Linked DNA regions of Mus musculus: region 1 is linked to region 2. The links are chromatin contacts, called in public HiChIP or PLAC-seq maps. All regions are on one chromosome and are shown on one strand. Each heading gives the region's core, a stretch centred on a gene start, on an enhancer-like site or on the middle of the called end of the contact. The rest is flanking DNA. Distances are from core to core; before and after follow the strand shown. Region 1 overlaps Npas3 (neuronal PAS domain protein 3). Region 2 holds the start of Akap6 (A kinase (PRKA) anchor protein 6).

Region 1 (6,559 bases), core at 3,673-6,172, 1.3 Mb after region 2:
TATGTACATTAAAAAAAGTCAGGCATAATAGTGTTCAAATAACACTTGCACGAGACCCAGAATCCTAGGCTCTAGGCAACTTTCCATTTCTAAGCTGAGTGACAGGGTGTGCAATGGACTTCCCAGACCCTATTTCTCACCTAGTGGAAAAGGTCGTATTTTCAACCAGATATGAAATGTTATGGTCTATCCAAAAATAAGACATTTGGCCAACACTAAGTAGATACTTCATCTTTATCCTTGTTGCTTGATGTTAAAGATAAAGAAGTATTTAAAAGTCAGAGAATTCTTTACCAGCTATAAAGCATCTATGCCAATGCCCTCCTTGGTTTTCTGGACATCACAGTGGGATAGTCATTGTTGTTCCCATTTCACAGGGGGAAAAAAATGAGACACAAAGAGGCTGAGTGCTTTGCCTCAGGTAACAGAATCAGAAAATTTTGCAAGTCTCAACCTAACTGGACCCTGATCTGTCTGTCTTTCAATATCACAATGGCCACAGTGAAGCTTGGAGCTCAGAGGACAGGCAAACGCGACACAGCCTCTCCTAAGCCGTATCTGCCCAGATGCCTTGAAATTGCTTTAGAACGGAATGCCAAGCAGGGATTATTTGGTATATCATTTCTGGGTGTGTGTTTTTCTGAGCATTTATAGATCTCCGAGTTTCTAAGAAGCTGAGTTTTCCTGATAAAACAGGACAGATCATGATAAATGAGCATCTATGTAAGCCTAGCTGGGAGAGGATGGGACTGTAACATCCCTCCTGTGAAGTTAATCCTGTTTCTTTTAGCTATTTCTTTATTAGTTAATGAGGTCTTGCAGACAAAAAAAAAAAAAAAATGTGTGTCTCTGATGGTGTTTTAGCACCCTTGCCTCCAGGAACGGCTTCAAATATTCATAAAGTGGCTCATCTGACCAAAGCTTAAAGCAAAGGTGCATTAAGTATAAATTTACTCAACTTCAAATGTGGGTGGTCGAAAATCCACTGCTGAAATAACCTAAATACTCCTCCTGGCTGGGGTTTCCCACTCCTTGGCTCTGGGCGTTCATGTGAAGGGTGACAGGGTAGACGTATTATTTACAACAGCCAGGACTCTGAAGGGCAGCCCCGGAAGCTTTGATCCCTCTTCCTGACTGACAGGAGTGTGCATTGCTTTTGGAAAACAGAATAACTTAAAGGGAAGCAAAAAATAAAATGGAAAAGGCATCGCTGGCTGAGACCCTGGGAAGGAGAGCAGGCTCCAGATGGTACTGCTCCAGAGAGGCGAGGCAAGGGAGACTGACACTACCCCACCCCCACCCCACCCCACTCCCCGCCCCACTTTGCTTCCTCATGGCAAGGGAGCAAATGTGGCATCGAGATAGGTGGAGTGATGATCCACCATGATGGTTCTGGAGAGCAGAGCAGATGTGGAAACTCAACCACTGAACTGGGCTTCTTGTAGACCGAACCACAGGGGTCTCCTGTTGGGCCTTGTTGTTGCGATCCACCCAGAACAACAGGGGCCTCAGAATGCAGCAAGAGTTCACACGCACACACACACGCACACACATGCACACGTATGTACATACATGAACACTTTCCAAGCCCTGACAGATACACCCCATTCCTGTCTTCTCAGAGCACAGCCATAGAAACCCATCATGGTTTTCACCCATTTATGGTTTTGTTTCTCTAGTGTATCACTTCTAGAAGCTGAACCTGTGCTTCTCCTCTGATGATCCTGGGTATTATGTATACTTCAGCTCATAAATGAAACAATTCAGACCAATACTGCCCCCAGAGTCCCTAGGCAGGTACCTCTGACGTGCCATAAGAATGCTGTGCATCTTCCTGACTCTACCTGAGTGTGAGCTCAAGGAAAGCATCAGAGGCCAAAATGCCCAGCGTCACTGAGCCCCTGGTAACCTAGCACTGCCCAATGAGAAATGTCTGTTATCAAAAGACCCCATTCATGTCGAAGCCCTGAGTCTGTTATTCAGACTTTGGTAAAAATGACTGAATCGTCTGAATATGGGAAATATCTGAGCCACGACTTCCAGAAAGCAGATGGCCATGTAATCTCTCTCACTACAAAATCGGAGAGAGAAAGACATCTTTTACTAACAAGGCTAATAATTCAAATATTTCCTGCTGCAGCTAGCTCAGTGCTCAGCATCTTATTCATAGGATCTGATAATGAATTTTCTATAAATGTGTAAGAGGAGGGAGTCCTTTAAAAAAAAACAGCACTATAATAACACTGCCTGAAAAAGTGTCATAGCATGTGTTCTCTGTGCTTCTCCATGAGTAGGCGAAGGTTTGATGACAGCCGTTAGGACTGTAGAAGATACAACCTAATATCAATTGTTCCCAGTGAGATTCCCTCAGAAGAAATAATCTTTAGTTCTGGGATGTATATTTGACTGGTGTCCTGTACTTGATTTTATTTTTCCAGGTGATTCACATAACAGGCCGGCTTCGCCTCAGAGTGTCGCTGTCCCACGGGAGGACCGTCCCCAGCCAAATCATGGGTCTGGTGGTTGTGGCTCACGCCTTGCCTCCCCCTACGATCAATGAAGTCAGAATTGACTGCCATATGTTCGTCACTCGAGTAAACATGGATCTCAATATCATTTACTGTGAAAATAGGTACTTTGTTTTCATGTTCATTTGCCCGCTGCGCGCACTGCCCACTGGTGAAGGTTTGGTTTCGGCTGCCTGAAAGATTTTACTTCCCCAGTGAGGCTCATTATAAATCCTGATCTTGTTTTTAATGGCTGCTTGGACTGACACCAAACATGCTTTTTATTTAAAACGTACATTGTTTCCCTGATTTACATTTGGGACAACAATTGAATGAATTGGGATACCCAGACATCCATCCGCTATTAAAAAAAAAAAAAAAAAAAAAAAGCCCATTTTGGCTGAGGACCCAAGTACAGAGCAGGGATGGGGTATTATTGGCAAAAGGATGCAGTGAAAGGCATCTCCTGTGCCTCTGGGTGACCTGCTTCCCGCTAATTCAAGGGCCTGGCATCCTGTTGGGCAGTGTCCTCGCAGACACTTAGCACAGGACAAATGAGAATCTGAGGCCCCCAGAGGAAATCCGCTGCTGCAAAAGGAATTTGCAACACTATTAAGTAAAGCTTTGTCATCCCGAGGAGTTTTCTTTTATAAATTAAAAAAAAAAAAAAAAAAAAAAGGTGACTCATCCTAGAAATGGGTTGGCAGTTCGTTTCCAAGACTGAGCTTTTACAAAAGGGACATTTTAGTCTATGGTTTGAAAGTTCACTTTTTCCATTAAGCACAAAGCAAGGGACAGAGATCGAAGATGGTGCACCTTACAGACCTTTCACCTGGAAGTCACCAGCCCATCTGACTGATGTGAAGAGGGAATCAGGATGCAGAGTGAGGGGAGGAGGGGCTGCAAAACTGTCCATCTCCTGGTGCTGCCAGGAGCATTACTGAGACAGTTGAGGGAGGATGCTTTCTGGCCATAGATTGTTGTCAGGTTTGAAGGCAATATATGTCCCCTGAGCCCTGTGAACGCCTTCACACAGGAAACCAGAGAGCAGAATGGTCAAGTGGCCTGGGTAATTAACCTCTGCAGATCCTAGCCAAGAGGAAGGCCAAAAGCGCCTGCGTCCACCCAGTCTACTGGGAACTGCTACTAAAGCTGAGATTGCTTTGGGATTGGTCTCCTATTTCCAGCCAGGGACTAAATGGGAAGAAAGAATTTATCTGACCTCCGATGCTCAGGAGTGCAGACAGCATCATGTACCTGTCTTTATTATGCAGTAATTATGCCTAAATCTGCTCAAGTTTTGTTGACATTTATAAAGTCTTCATCACCATGACCATACACTTGGGTGTGTCAGTGGTGTTCTGGAGAGGACACAGGAGACCAGGAAAGACAAGTCAGCCAGAAGGATGGGCAGGAGTGGCCTCTGACTTTGGCCAAGTGTATCTAGTCATCACCCTACAGTCTCAGGTCAGCCTGCTCCATAGGTAAGAGCTTGCTCCTGCTCCTGTCAGCCTGGGCAAGTTTGAATTAAAGAGTCGCAGCCCCTGACTTAGCAATAGCCTGTGCCGTCTCCCAGCCTTTGATTTTTCTTTAGTGGCCATGGTGAATGGCAAGAAACCAGTCAGAATAACCTCCCTGAGGAACTTTCCATATATACACACAATGGAAGAACACAATTAGCATTTACAAAGCCATTTAGTCTCTAAGTAGGCTGCAGGACAGAGAAGGAAACCAATGGAGGGACAGAAAGGAGAGCAATTCCAGAATAGATCACACCTCAGGCTGGGCTCAGCTCCACCATCACCACACCTTCCAAAAACCAATGCCAAATTTCCAATGGTTGTCCTATCCAATGCCACAGATTTTCTTTTCTTTTTTTTTTTTTTCTTTTCTTTTTTCTTGGGTTGTTGTTGTTGTTTTTTTGTTGTTGTTGTTTTGTTTTGTTTTTTGTTTTTTGTGTTTTTTTTTGAGACAGGGTTTCTCTGTGTAGCCCTGGCTGTCCTGGAACTCACTCTATAGACCAGGCTAGCCTCAAACTCAGAAATCTGCCTGCCTCTGCCTCCCAAGTGCTCAGATTAAAGGCATGCGCCACCACTGTTTGTTGTGATCAAGTGACTAATTTTTTTTTTTTTTAGCAAGCTTTCAATGTCCCATTCTAGCAATTGAGATTCTTGTCTGTGACCTGCTCTTAGCTTTTTTCTTCCCCCACCCTACCCCCCAAAATACCCCATCCGCTGATACAATGCATCATTCTCTCCCAAATGAAGACAGCAATCTGGAAATGTCCTTTACTAAGGGCAATGGCATGTTTGGGTTACAGAAAAGCTGCCATGCGCCAAGCTGGGGACAGTGCTAATGTCACTCCACCCATGACCCTCCTCACCATAGCCTGAGGTGATTTACAGGTGAGGGAGCTGAGAAACAGGAAGGATAGCTACTCTTCTGGCCTGCCACTCCTAGCTCTTACTGGTCTATTCTTTACTGCTGAAGCTGGTCGAATTCCCCACAGCAGGCTATGTATGGTTCTCTGAAAGGGCTTGATCCCGAATTTTTTTTTTCTTTTTTGAAGGTGTTCATTCAAATAAAAGAGAACGCCTTCCCCAAAGAACGAGGCTTTTTCCTGTGGTTTCTTATTTAATTAGGGAATTGTTAACTAGAAACTAAGCTTGCTCCTTGGCGATTCTTCTGCAGTCTGCAGGATGGCCCAGGGCAACGCTAACATCTAATGCTTTCAGGAGCTGGCAGACTTCACAGACACCAAAGAGGGTCTTTTAATGACATCTAACTTTTTTTTTTTTAGAAAGTGGCTGTTTATGTATACTTGGGAAAACAAGCTAGTAAACAGAACCACCAATCTGTTTTGTACCACAAATGCTCCAAGAATTCATTTTCATTTTCCTAAGAAATCTTCTCTCACTAATAATTCTAGTTTGGTCAAAATGATTATTTCAATCACTAAACATTGAGAAATCCACTTACCCCATTGAGGAGTATATTTTAATTATACTCTTACATTTATTTATAGTGCTTGTTTATTTGTTTTTGTTGTTTTTGTTTTCTGAGACAGTGTCTCACTATGTGGCTGTGGCTATCTTGGAACCTCTGCCTCCCAGGTGCTGGGGTGACAAGCATGTGTCACCACGCCCAGCTAACTCCATGATGTTTTTGTGTTACCAGACCTTATTAGCTCCCTGCCTTGTGAATCAGACACAGTTCTCCAACACTAATCCCATGTCTTTTAAAGATAACATTTCCAAATATGTGTTTCACATCTGAATAGATCCTGTGTCAGAAGTAATTTCTAAAGGGACAGTAAAATAAGTTAAACAAAATCTTTTTTTTTTAACCAACCAAAATGATTGCTGTAGAAAGCAATTAGCATTTTATACATGCCTATATAAACAAGGCAGATTTCCCCACATGTTCTATAGTTTGGGTCTGGATTTCTGTGTCCTACCTGAGGATGCTGGACAATTTAATTAACTATGGGCACTGGTACACACATACTGTCAAGCACAGGCCCAGAAGAGCTGCTGAAATGGTTTTAAACTTTCAGTGTAGAATCTACCACAAAGTCCCAGTTAAAAGAGCCAGGAGTGAAAGCTGAGCTCCCAAATGACTGAGACTAAAAACGATAATACCCTAGGCATCTGTATGTCTCAGCATTTAAATTATATCCCTTGAAATGCCAATTTGGACTTCGTGCCAAGCAGCAGCTGAATCCCTTTTTCATGGAAATACCCAACAGAAGACCAATCTGCTTAAATGAAAGGTGTCTCTAATCACTTGGTATAAACGTAACATGTTTTTATTTTATTATGTAACCTTGAATTATCTTGTCCTGTAATGAATATCTTGCATTGTTACAGTCCCTCAATAATTTCATGGAATTACGTTGTCCAAATGTGCATTCGGATGCCAAGGAAAAAACCTACCTAATTACTTAAATACAATTGCTTGATCTAGCAACATATCCAAAATTTAATAAAAATGTTGTTATACACCACAGAAATAACCTTCTCTCCTGACAGCACTTGCTCAAAGTGCTGTAT
Region 2 (7,152 bases), core at 2,223-4,722:
TATGCATGTATGCACATGTATGTGGGTGTGTGTGCATGTATGTGGATGTGTGTGCACACATACATGTGCGTGGTTGCCCATATGAGTGCATGTGGAGGCCAGAGGCCAGTGTCAAGTATCTTTATATACTCTGCTTTATTTGTCTGAGACAGAGCTTCTCTCTGGCCCTGGCACTCACCATTAGGCTACATTTTTTAGATAGGAAGACTTTGGGATCCCTTTTTCTTCCCTATCCCAGCTCTTGGGAGACAGGTACAGGCTTTTAGGTGAATGCCAGGGAATCCAAAATCATGTCGTCCTGTCTGTTCACAAATGGTTTTACCCATAGTCACTCTCATTTCTTGAGAGTGAAAAGTCATCTCTGAAAGGAGCAGAAAGACAATACCTGCTGTGTCATGTGGTCTCCACTTGTTTTTTCTTTTTTTTTTTCAATACATTTCAGAGTTAGAGACACTTATCCAGCTGTTTTAATTCCACTTAAAATGATATCGTGTGCTGGAGAGCTGTCTCAGCAGTTAAAAGCATGGACTGCTCTTCCAGAGGACACAGGTTCCATTCTTAGCACCCAGCTCACCACTGTCTGTTATTACAGTTTCAGGGGATCTAATGCCCTCTTCTGGTATCTGTGGGCACCAGACACATGGTGCACACATATACATGTAGGCAAAGCACCTATGCACATGAAAAAGAAATAAAGTCATCAATACGCTGAAAAAAGTGATTTCTCACAAGTTATTTTTCAGGCCTTCCTTCTCTCTAATTTTTCAGTGTGAGGGTCTTGCTTCACTTCCCTCCTCTGACCATAGTTCTGTTCTCAAGAAGTGACGTATCTGTACCTTGTTGCCCAAAGCTGTAGTGTGGCCTCTGAAACGATCCCCTGCCCTTTAGCCTTCCTTGATCTCCTCTGCAGTGGGTGTTGTCTGCTTGGCCTTCTTCAGTCACTGGGTGACCTTGGCTGTTTCCCAAACATTTGATCCTAGAGCTTAGAATTGAGTGCTAATGGCACAAGTGTGTTAACAGTGACATTCCTAAATGCTGGCACTTCTGTTTTCCAACAGGCCATTTGTGGTGGTCTGATAAGAGTGGCCCCCATAGGCTCCTATGTTTGAATGCCTGGTCATCAGGGAGTGGCACTGCTTGACAAGGATTAGGAGATGTGGCCTTTTGGGAGGAAGTGTGTCACTGAGGGTGGGCTTTGAGGTTTCAAAAGCCCAAGCCAGTCCCAGTGTCTGTCTCTTCCTGCTGCCTATGGATCCAGATGTAGTTTAGCTAGCCTAGAATGTCAAAAATCTGACTTGATGTCAGATTTCCTGAGATGTCTGATCTTTCTCACCATGCCTAGAATCTGGAAAGGGAAACTATGGACATTTTCTCATTCTGAGAAACTGTGTTCAGGTGTGATTGAGAGAAAATGTGGATTTGTCTGTCTTAGGCTGACTTATTTTGCTAAATGTCATGATCTGTAAGTTCTTCCCACTTTCCCTGCAAATGACATAATTTCATTCTCCTTATGACTGGGTAAAATGACATTCTCTTTTATCTGTCTGTCCTGTTGGCCTGCCCTCTTCTCTTTATGGAACCTTCTCTGCAAAGGCTAATCTTGTTCTAGCTCTATGGCTTTCACCCTATTTATTTCTGGAGGCCTAAGAGTTTTTCAGGGAGGCCAGCAGTACTCTATAGCAGGCAGGGTTAATAATTATGCCAAGAAGGGTCCAACAGTCTTGACTCTGGGCCTCTTCACCCCTGCCCCAGTGAAGGAAGCCCAGCTTTGCTCTGTAACATAAAGGAAAAAAAAATTTAAATATTATTAGCAAACCATGATTATTATCTAAGTCTATCCTCCCTCAGACGAAACCCCTGAGCCCCAGAGAGGCTACTAACCCTGAATACACAGAAGGAGCTCTCGGAGGAAATACCATCACTGGTAGATTTCCTGAGCCCCAGGTCGGTGCTCTGGGCTTTGCAGTGGTTCCATGCTGACCTCTCAATGTGTGAGTACCATGTGGTCTAAGATAAGGGAGTCAAGCTCTGTTGTGCTGCTGAGTGTATACACAGGTTTTACTCTTGTTCTTCCCTTCCTTGTTCCTTATTAGGAAAAGCAAGAGCAATCATGACTTCACATCCAAGGCAGGGCTGCTCTGTGGAAGGCTGGATAGTGGCACCTCTTCTGATTTTATCAGTTTTTCTTTACAGGAGGCTGCCTGAGTTCCTTCAGAGCCTCCCCTCCAACCCCACCACCCCCTGTGCTGCTGATTAAGAGAAGTATGGGACAATTAAGAGATGATTGGACAATATAATTGTCTCATTCTGTATTAGGTTTCGGAATTTTGTGCTTTCTCAGAGCTGTAGAGACAGAATGGATGTAGGTCAGCTTGGCTGTGCCTTTCTCTGTCAGTGGCCTGCAAGCCTTAGATGAGTGAGATGGGTAGCTGGTCCACGGTTAGCTCTCCTCAGGGTCACAACATGATGCTTGTTTATGCTTCACACTGGAAAGAAAGGACTGATTTCTTTGGATTTCCTTTCCTTTCACTAACTGGAGAAATCCTCCTGGAGTCTTGTTTTAATGTGCCTGTCAGAGGTCCAGTGGGGGAGGGGAGAGAGTAATAGCCTCCTTGGTAGGCAGTCTTACAGCCTCAAAAAGAACAAAACAAACCCCAAGGGTTGTGAGTGGCAGTCACAAGAAACTTCTACAGGTCTTCCACTTGTTCCAGATTTTAACCCCAGAAGATACTTGCCTTTTGGCCATGTGTAGGAAGAGTTCTCTGTCAGATAGGGGAAGGGTCTCTAGGATCCAACCTCTTTTCACTGCTCCTGAAGGTTAAGTGGTAGCGAGTTCTCCAGCAGCAGGCTCTGTGGGGTGGTGTCTACCCGAGAACACCCTCAGGGCAGACCTAGCTGGCGGAGGCTTTGCCCATGTTCTGACGATTATTAGTCTGTGCACTTTAGAATTAGACTCACTTGGTCAGCTGTTTATTACATTTTAAATTGTTTCAAAATCCATGCTTTGTTCTTTTTCTCTTTGTCAGATGAACTAAACCTCTTTTTAATAACTTTTAAAGAGGTATCGTTACTAGCCAGGGAGAAGAGCGATCAAATTGCCTGATAGGGAACCATGAATACGAGTTTGTATTTTCTGAGTACTGAATCGACATTCCACTTGCACCTTTATTCTCTCAATGTAGAGCAGCAAACGAAGAGGTAATTTTTATTTTGTTTTCTAAAATTATTCTAAGAAATCCCCTTTTAAACTTACAGATTTTAGTCCAATGAGGAGCCCTGTTTCTTTGGACTGCATTTTGCATATTGTCTGCTTCTTACAGGGCTTTTGTATTGTCTCAGGCTCCACTGGAAATGCAGCAAGGATTCCTAGCACATCCCAGTTGCCATAGCAACAGCAGCCTTTCCCATAATGAGCTGCATCATCTGAACTGATGTCACAGCATCATGCAGCAGGTCAAACAAGGCATCTCCTAGTATTGCATCCTACAGATGTGCTGTAAACATCAAAAGGCGACGTTGGGAGCAGGAGATGGTGAGTGTTAAACGTTTGGGCCTTAATTGCGACGCTGTTTTGTTGGTTAGTCTGTGGCGTCTACTAAGGCAGGGATGGGGGGATGTTGTCTGCTTAAAATGGACTGGAGAAAGAAGGGTTGTTTTGCCTAATTCTGTTTTCAGGCTGCTGTGTTAAGACAAAGGCCTGTGAGAGTCGCATAAAAATCAAAATGCAAAGATTTCTTGCTCCGTCTCCGCCTGTTATTTTTAGTATTCTCATGAATTAAAAAAAAAAAGCACAGAAAATTTTCTATTGCAAAAGCCTAAATAAGCTCTGAAATGTGTAGTTCATTGTATTTTAACATTGTAAAGATATGTTTCTTTTTTTATGAGGCAGGGCTAATTGGTCCCATTTGCTTCTGTGATTTATGAAATATTTAGTGACTTGCAGAACGGAATTCAGTATTTACCTCCATTGGGTTTCAGATTCTTCATGGCAAGGAATGAGTGCTGAATAAGCATTTGACATAACCTTATGTGTATGTGAAAGGGGATTCTCTTGCATGTTCAAGAAATAATTTGTTAAAAACATTAAGACTGAAACCAGATGAAATTATCTATGCCTTTTGATTTGTGTGGAATCTCTTCAATTCATGTCCTCCATAGTTAAGAGGCTGAAGCTGGAGTTGCTTCCAGGCTGGTTTGTAACTGAGAGAGGAGCAAGTCTCCCCTCTGCGGCAGTTACAGTCAAGGATAACCCGGGAGAGAGACTCTGGAAAGGCCAGTGGCGCTGCCGCCCGCCCGCCCGCGGGCTCATGCTTAACTCTAGCCCCAACCCAGTGTGATGGATAAATGTCAGGGGCCTTGATGCTTGTTAGGAATGCAAATCTCTGGACCCGGAACCTCAACTCAATTCCAAAGCTCCAGATAAACATACGATGTTTACGTTTAATCCAGGGCTTGCTTTTAAGAATCGTTACTATTTTATTTGCTAAAAACCAGTCTAACAGGTCAGTATGGAACAGGGTATCATTGCCTTTTGTTTTGGGAAATGAAATGAATTTCCTTGGTGCAACTGATTGCTACTGGGGGAGAGAAAGCACATGCCCGTTCAGTTGTTCAATCTGCCGGCTTACAGTCAGGGAGTGGTCCTGTGTTTCAGTGCAGTCGAGCTGATAGTTTTTATTTATACAGTCTTACTGGAAAGAATAGCACCCCCTGAGTTGCTTGTAATTAGTTAAGATTGCTGGAGCCTAAACAGTTTAGATGGAGCCTAAAACAGATATTTCAGAGGAAGCCGGAAAAGCAACATCTCCAGCCAGCTTGCGTTGATTTTTCTCTCCTATGGAGTTGGGCACAGCGGTCCCATTAGGCACAGGCACTAGGCGGAGTGGTACAGCTCGGGGTTTAATTAGTTTGTTTACCCCACACCACACACATGCTACTCCCAGTCTTTTAAGCTTATATTGCTCGCGTGCAGCTATATGGGATGGAAGAGGTCAATTCGGCCTGGCCTTCCCACGAGCAATTAGTAGTATGGATGCTCACTGCCTGCTTTTTGTGTGTGTGACGCATAGTATGAACAGAGAGCTCTGCTGGGACCGTTGGGTGTGAACGCAGCCAAGTCAGAAGCTCTCAGGTAAAAGGGAGGAGAAAGGCCTTAATGGGGGAAGGGAAAGTAGTTAGAACCCCTTGAAGTACTGCTCCCGAGAAGCGACATGAAAAGACTTGTTCAGTGACACAAATTGCTAGGAGTGAAACAGAAGGCAGCGGTTTAGTGGGTTTTCTCCTGGTTTAATTCTCCCCCCTTTTGTCTAACAGTGCTCTCCGCTGCTTCCTCCTGGGTGAAACGTATGGTTACTGGAAGTCACGGAGGCCAGATTCCTTAAGGGCAGTGTTAGAAAAGTGAAGTCATGCTTTGAGGGTGGAGAAGGGCACTGGCGGGTGTGGACTGCCACGCTAGCGGAACATCCGCCCAGCGCAGGCAAACCTGTCATCCTCCCAACCCCCACAACATGCAGCCACAGTTCCTCAACTTTATGCTTTTGTGCTTTTTTTGCTCCAGGAGAACAAAGCCCTGATAGCAAGAGCTGTCACCCAGGGTTCTGTTTCTTGGAGGACCACAGCCTGTGCTGCACTCTGCACTCTGATTAGCTGTGCCTTAATTACTAGCTAAGGCTATTTCAGTTGCGGTAGTTTTAATATATCCCCAAGGGTGTGTGGTGTGTGTGTGTGTGTGTGTGTGTGTGTGTGTGTGTGTGTGTATGGGGGAGGGAGAGAGTTTGTTCTGTGGCTGGATTTATTGGTGCCTCAGTGAAAATTTTCTAGAATTTCAAGTATTTTGCTGTACATAATGACTGGAATATTATCAAAACTGTGTTGCCCATGTGGCCAAGTTTAGACTGTGTAAGTCTCACAAACTGTTAACCTATACTTTTGGTTATGGTTTTGTTACTGACTTACAAAGGTATAATGATTTAAATCTTTCTAGATAGCTAGGCTATAGTGGGACTAATACAGATAATTACAATAACAACTAATAGCTACTATTTATTCAGTTCATTATTTATCAGTTTTACTGAGCCAGGCTTTGTGCGTCAGCTTGTTTAGCTCTCAAGAGGAGTCAGGAGATAGAAAGTACCAATCTCACTTCAGGAGATTGGGCACTGGTACTCATATTTTACAGAACCAATTCCTAGTTTAGTCACCTGGTTAAAGTCACATGTTTTATACGTTACTGGGCTGATTCCAAACCAGTGCAGCCTGGCTGTGAAGCCTGCGAGCTTTCCACAGCTACCCCAGTGTTATGATGCCTTCTTTTACTCATCCCCACTCAATTGCAGGACCCCACCCTTCCTGATTCTAATCCGAAAGTCAGATTTCACAGGTAGAATGCACTCTCAACTGTAGTCTGATCATTTTTTACTGTAAAGATGAACACGACTCCTGGCCAGACGTGAATAGTTACTCTGACCACAGCTGTTGAAGTAATGCAGAGTTGAGGCTCAGCCCTTTGCGGGGACCCCTGTTTAGCTGAACATTTGAACTACTTCAAGAGTGAGCATGGCCGTGACAGGTCTCCTACAGTGAGTCTTATCTGAGTCACTAGTGACTCAAGTCTGTTGTTCCTGTCTTATCAGCGATATCTGTAGTGTTCTGCTAACCTTAATATGTTTGCGTTTGGTGGCAACACCCGTCATATAAAAGCGGAAATCTCCCTCACAGGCTAGAGGGTCTAATATGAATCCATCTCTCGAGTCAAAAAAATCAAAAGAGGGTTTATTTGACTGGATATATCAGTGCCTGAAACCGAGTGCTGTGTGATCTAATATAAGAATCACAACCTTGTGCAACATCCCGGAAGCCTTGTGCCTGTGGAGAGCCAATACAGTCATCTCTGCTTCGTCTCGTCCATCCCCAGCTATCCACTCCCAGTGTCATTACAGGGCTCTAGGGGCTCTTCTTTGTTTAATATAGGCTAATGCACACACTGACAGCACACTGATATTGATTCTGGTGTGGCGAATACTTAGAAATATTACTCCACTGGGTGCATTAGCCTTTTCTAGGTTCTGAGAAGAAGTTAGTCATTGACGTAGACTGCTCCAAGAAGGCCTAAGTTTGTTTCTGCGTGAGGTACAGGATTGAGAGTTTGCTAAG

What was found. HiChIP or PLAC-seq counts read pairs in DNA pulled down with a chosen protein or histone mark.
Region 1: a contact with region 2 is called in an H3K27ac HiChIP or PLAC-seq map of embryonic stem cells, with 5 times the contacts expected there. The contact joins the enhancer-like site here to the promoter of Akap6 in region 2. A contact is called at or near these places in 7 of 39 promoter capture datasets (embryonic stem cells, hippocampal neurons, liver and 2 more) and 1 of 115 datasets of contacts at active chromatin or transcription factors (embryonic stem cells).

What each region holds. Positions count from the first base shown.
Region 1 is chr12:54,042,094-54,048,652 of GRCm38.p6, forward strand. Npas3 (neuronal PAS domain protein 3) reads left to right here. Exons shown (of 12, transcript NM_001370962.1): 8 at 2,439-2,632. Among named protein-coding and RNA genes, the nearest start is that of Gm35818, 97 kb to the right of the region's middle. Within about 2 kb of position 4,923, at least 2 of the 459 cell types and tissues checked have an H3K27ac peak or open chromatin away from gene starts, as enhancers often do. A contact at or near this core is called in embryonic stem cells, where this site is marked.
Region 2 is chr12:52,695,911-52,703,062 of GRCm38.p6, forward strand. It overlaps Akap6 (A kinase (PRKA) anchor protein 6), which reads left to right and starts at 3,473. Exons shown (of 14, transcript NM_198111.2): 1 at 3,473-3,532.